Regions from separate parts of the Macaca mulatta genome. Here region 1 is linked to region 2. The links are chromatin contacts, called in public Hi-C maps. All regions are on one chromosome and are shown on one strand. Each heading gives the region's core, a stretch centred on a gene start, on an enhancer-like site or on the middle of the called end of the contact. The rest is flanking DNA. Distances are from core to core; before and after follow the strand shown.

Region 1 (2,700 bases), core at 98-2,597, 37 kb after region 2:
TGGTGAAGGAAATCGTCCTGCCTCCATGGAGATGACATTCTAAATAGTGGAGACAGAGAGTGAGAGCCCGGCTTGAGAAAAACGTGCTGTCCAGGCGCAGTGGCTCATACCTGTGAATTCCAACACTTTGAGAGGTCAAGGCAGGAAGATCGCTTGAGCTCAGGAGTTCGAGACCAACCTGGGCAGTATGAGTCTCTACAAAAAATTTAAAATAAATTTTTTTTAAAAAGAGAGAAAAAGCGATGTTGAATGTTCAGGTGTAATATCAATCAATGGAGGAAGGAGAAGTTGGTATAAGAAGCTGTGAATACTGGCCAGGCAAGGTGGCTCATGCCTGTAATCCCAGCACTTTGGGAGGCCAGGGCCCGGGGAATTACCTGAGTTCAGGAGTTGGAGACCAGCCTGACCAACATGGTGGAACCTGGGCTCTACTAAAAATACGAAAATTAACTGTATGTGGTGGCACGTGCCTGTAATCCCAGCTACTTGGGAGGCTGGGGCAGAAGAATCACTTGAACCCAGGAGGCGGAGGATGCAGTGAGCCAAGATCGCTCCATTGCACTCCAGCCTGGGCAGCAAGAGCTAAATTCCGTCTCAAAAAAAAAAAAAAAAATTGTGAATCCTTCATTTACATATGATATTTAAAGCCATAGAGCTGGATGAGGTTTGTAACTAGTTCGTTTATATAAGCTTGGGAAAAAGATGTGGAAGGATGCATTGAAAAAGAGACTGGAGGCCGGGCGCGGTGGCTCACGCCTGTAATCCCAACACTTTGGGAGGCCGAGACGGGCGGATCACGAGGTCAGGAGATCGAGACCAGCCTGGCGAACACGGTGAAACCCCATCTCTACCAAAAAAATACAAAAAACTAGCCGGGCGAGGTGGCGGGCGCCTGTAGTCCCAGCTACTCGGGAGGCTGAGGCAGGAGAATGGCGTAGACCCGGGAGGCGGATCTTGCAGTGAGCTGAGATCCGGCCACTGCACTCCAGCCTGGGCGACTGAGCGAGACTCCGTCTCAAAAAAAAAAAAAAGAAAAAAGAAAAAGAGACTGGAGAGGGAGCCCCAGGTATACATCCTAGCTGTTAGTCCGTTGGAAGGTTACCCGGCCTGTCTATAAAATGAGTAAAACACAGCTCTCCAAACGGCACGACATCGCCACCTATTGGCTGGAGACGCTGCCCCGAAGGCGGAACCTTCAGGACAGCTACGTAGCGTCCCGAACACTCAGACTGAAACCAGGGCAGCCATGTTCATTACTGGAACCGTGAGGTCGGTGGGGCGGGAGGGCGGCGTTGAGACAGCTGTCATTTTCAGTTAGAGCAAAAGCCGACTTCCGGTCACCATCTTGAGTGACGACAGAGGCGGAGCTCCAACTGACATGTTCATTAAGGGCAGGGCTCCGAGGGCGCCACCTCGAGAGCGACAGCGGGCTACCCGTGGCGGGCGGAGGCAGGTTGTAGCCCCGCCCCGGGCCTTGGGCTCCACCTCTCGGCCCCACTTCCGCCGGGCGAGCGTCTGTAGGCGGCGTTGCCGTAAATCGGGCGGTCGGCTTGCCGCATCACGCAACATGGCGGCCGCGGCGGTGAACGGGGCGGCAGGCTTCTCGAGCTCGGGGCCCGCGGCGACCTCGGGCGCTGTCCTACAAGCCGCGACCGGCATGTACGAGCAACTCAAGGGCGAGTGGAATCGTAAAAGCCCCAATCTTAGCAAGTGCGGGGAAGAGCTGGGCCGGCTAAAGGTAAGGTTGGCAGGCCCAGGAAACCGAGTGTTGCGGGCGTGGGGGGCGCTACGAGGCGTCTGGACCCAACCAAGTCCCGGGCCGCGGAATACACCTCGGTGCCAGCGAGACTGAGGCGGGCTGGGGGATCCGACTGGGCGAAAGATTTGGAGCAGCCAAAGTGGCGGCCCGGAGGGGGTCAAGAAGCGAGAGAGGACAGGGCGCGGTGGTTCACGCCTGTAATCGCAGCACTTGGCGGGGGAGCATCACTTAAGCCCAAGAGTTCAAGATCAGCTTGAGCAACAAAGCGAGACTCTTGTCTCTACACTTTTTTTTTTTTTTTTTCCAGGTGAGAGATGACTGGAATGGACCTACGCGGGCGTGGTGGGGGAATGATGGAAAGACTCGGGATGGCAGAATGAGTGAGGGGTTAGAGTTTTGGTGCTTGGAGGCTTAACTGGTCGGAGTGGCAGGACTGGGGTTCTTTCTTTTCCTGATGGTGGAGTCCAGGCAAGACCAAGTGGGAAATGAGGACTGCCCAGAATGATAAAAGAATGAGACTGAAAAGGTGGACTGTGTAGAGGGTGTGTCGTTAAGACCAGGCTGGGTTAGGATCTGAGAGATCTGGGGCTTAGGCTCGCATCTGTGGGGAGAGGGGGCAGCCTAGTTGTGAAGGCAGGACTGAACCTAGAGGAAATATTCTTACAAGTAGAGAACAAGAATATGGGGCTCAGAGTGCTTGAGACCAAGTATGTGTTGGGAGGGAGTATAAATCCAGTGGCTTGGAACAAGCTGCTGTGTCTGCTAAGGAAAAATGTATGGGCTGAACTGTGTGGGGAGATTTGGACCTCCCCCTCCCAGATACAGATTTTGGGGATAGCCCAGCTACCCCTTCCCCAGTAGATGGTGGGGAAGATCAGCCACGAATGGAATGTGCTGGTGTCCCCCCGCCCCTCGCCGTGTGATTCCACTGGGTCAGGCAC
Region 2 (2,700 bases), core at 77-2,576:
ACTGGGCTAATTAAAAAAAAAAAAAATTAGCAACAGGGTCTCACCATATTGCCCAGGCTGGTCTCAAGTGATCCTCCTACCTCAGCCTCCCAAAGTACTGGGATTACAGGTGTGCATCACCACAGCTGGTTTAATTTCTTTTCTTTTTTTTTGGAGACAGGGTCTCATTCTGTTGCCCAGGCTGGAGTGCAGTGGAGGGATCTCGGCTCACTGCAACCTCTGCCTCCTGGGTTCAAGCAACTCCTGCCTCAGCCTCCCAAGTAGCTGGGATTACAGGTGCCCGCCACCATGCCCGGCTAATTTTTGTATTTTTTGGTACAGACAAGGTTTTATGTTGGCCAGGCTGGCATCGAACTTCAGACCTCAAGTGATCCGCCTGCCTCAGCTTTCCAAAGTGCTGGGATTATAGGCATGAGCCACTATGCCCAGCCAGAGACTCCATCTGTAAAACAAAAACAAAAATTCAGGGTGTGATGCCCACCAACCTGGCTTACCGAGCCCTTTAGGTGAGTCTAATACATGCTCAAATTTGAAAAACACTGGGTTAAATGTCTGGTCTGGAATTCATCAAAAAGTCATGGCCTGAATCCTTACCTATAAGGCATCAGAATGCAAATGAAAATTAATATTTTACTCGAGCCAGGCACACTTCCCACAACTGTGTGAGATGGCTGTCCTTGTCCTGTTTTTTAGAGGATGGTGCTAAGTAGCCGATTCACTCTCACAAGGTCTCTAGGAAACCACACTTTTTAAAGGAGTAATCCCACACTTTTTTAAGCTGTAATCTCAGCACTTTGGTAGGCCGAGGTGGGTGGATCACCTGAGGTCAGGAGTTGGGACCAGCCTGGCCAACACGGCGAAACCCCGTCTCTACTAAAAATACAAAAAATAAATTAGCCAGGCGTGGTGGCGGGAGCCTATAATCCCAGCTACTCGGGAGGCTGAGGCAGGAGAATCGCTTGAATCCTGAGCGGGGGAGCGGAGGTTGCAGTGAGTCGAGATCGCGTCACTTCACACTTCACTCCAGCCTGGGTGAAAGAGCGAAACTCCGTCTCAAAAAAAAAAAAAAAGAATATTTGGGTAGAAGGACAAGTAGGGACGGTGCTTGCTGCCAGAACCACCAATAGAAACTTCTTGAAGGCCTTCCTGGCATAAACGTTGTCTCCAGCACCCTCTGCCGACCAGGCTCCGCGCTCTGAGTGCTGAGACTGTCCCCGGCCCTAGGTGTCTTAGGGCTTGCGCGTTACCTTGGAGACAGCGTGAGTGGAGGGCGTGCCTCTGCAAAGGCGGAAGTCGGCTGTGGAAGTGTGGGCGGCCATTTTGAGACCGGGCAAGAGGGGCGGGACTGGTGCGGCCGAGTGACAGTTGACCGGTTTTAACCAAGTGACTGGTACCACGGGGCCGGGGAGAAAGAGCGGTGCCATCCCGGGGCGGGGGGATGCCGGGGAGGGGGAGGAATTAGGAAGGGGAGGGGAGGGGGGAGGCGAGAAGGGGAGAGGCAGGGGAAAGAGGGGAGAGTCGTGGGAGCTGGCAGAAGAGGGAAAGGGGGAGCCGAACGTGAAGGGCGAAGGGCGGGGCGGGGTAGGAGAGTCGGGGTACAAAGCAGGCAGGTGTTCATGGCATGGGAAGGAAGAGTAAGAAGTGGGTCAAGAAGGTGTCGTGGTACGAGGGGAAGGTGAGACTCAAGAAGGTGCCGGCTAAGAAGCTAGGGCCGGCGTGGAAGGAGAAGGTGTGGGGCGAGGAAACAACGAAGGGCAAGGAAAGATCCCGAGGCGAAGAGACAGTCTTCATCGAGAAGGGGCAGGGCGAGGAGGAGGGGCGTGACCAGAGGGCGGGACGGGGCGAGGGGCCGGTGCTAGAAGAACCAATCGCCGAGAACCCGGGGAAGGGACGGGTCCATAAAGACCAGGTGGAGAAACAGGGGCGGGGCCGGGAGCGGAAGCAGAGCGAGGAGCAAGCCTTGGGCAAGAAACAGGAGCCCGGCCGAAAGCAAGAGCAGGGGCCGGGCCGGGAGCAGGGGCGGGGTCAGGAGCAGGGGCGGGGCCGGGAGCAAGAGCAGGGGCGGGGCCCGGAGAGGGGCAAGACCAGGCACAGTACCCTGCCCCTGGGCAGACGCCGAGCGAGGAGAAAGGGGCGATACCAAGAGAAGTGCGAGGGTAGGGCAAGAAGTTGGGGCAGAGTCGGGTGGAAGTACACGGGTGCGATCGCAGGCAGGAGCAGGACGGGGGAACACAAGAGAGGGGCTGTCAAAGCGAGAAATAGAAACCAAGACCAGGTGAAGAGCAAGAGTGGAATACAGAGAGGGGGCGAAACAAGGAGCAAGGTGGAGATAAAGGAAGAAACGTGGAGGCGGGGCGGAACGAGGCGCAGGAGCAGGAGTGTGGCCAGAAACATTAGTAGGGCTGGGGTCCGGAGCAATAGCAGAGGTGCGATCCCCACTAGGGTTCCGACGAGCAAGAGCAGGGGCGGGACCAGGAGCAAGTGCAGAGGCGGAGCCAGGAACAAGAGCAGGGGCGGGGCTAAAAGTCCGTGCGGGGATAGGGCCAGGAGCAAGAGCAGGGGCGGGGCCAGGAGCAAGAGCCGGGGCGTGACCAGGAGCATGGGCTGTGCGAGGCGCAGAAGCGAGGTGAAGTCTTAGAAGTGGGCTCCAGAGAGCTGTTTTGCGTGGGTGTTGACGCCTGCGTTCTCCAGGTTCTAGCC

The links. A called contact is a pair of places that touch in the nucleus more often than the background predicts.
Region 1: a contact with region 2 is called in a Hi-C map of cortical neurons, with 4 times the contacts expected there. The contact joins the promoter of PSMD8 here to the promoter of CATSPERG in region 2. A contact is called at or near these places in 6 of 14 Hi-C or Micro-C datasets (CD4 T cells, blood, cortical neurons and 3 more).

Annotation. Positions count from the first base shown.
Region 1 is chr19:49,457,198-49,459,897 of T2T-MMU8v2.0, forward strand. It overlaps PSMD8 (proteasome 26S subunit, non-ATPase 8), which reads left to right and starts at 1,348. Exons shown (of 7, transcript XM_015123856.3): 1 at 1,348-1,738. The coding sequence starts at 1,379.
Region 2 is chr19:49,420,333-49,423,032 of T2T-MMU8v2.0, forward strand. It overlaps CATSPERG (cation channel sperm associated auxiliary subunit gamma), which reads left to right and starts at 1,327. Exons shown (of 28, transcript XM_015123854.3): 1 at 1,327-1,390; 2 at 2,692-2,700.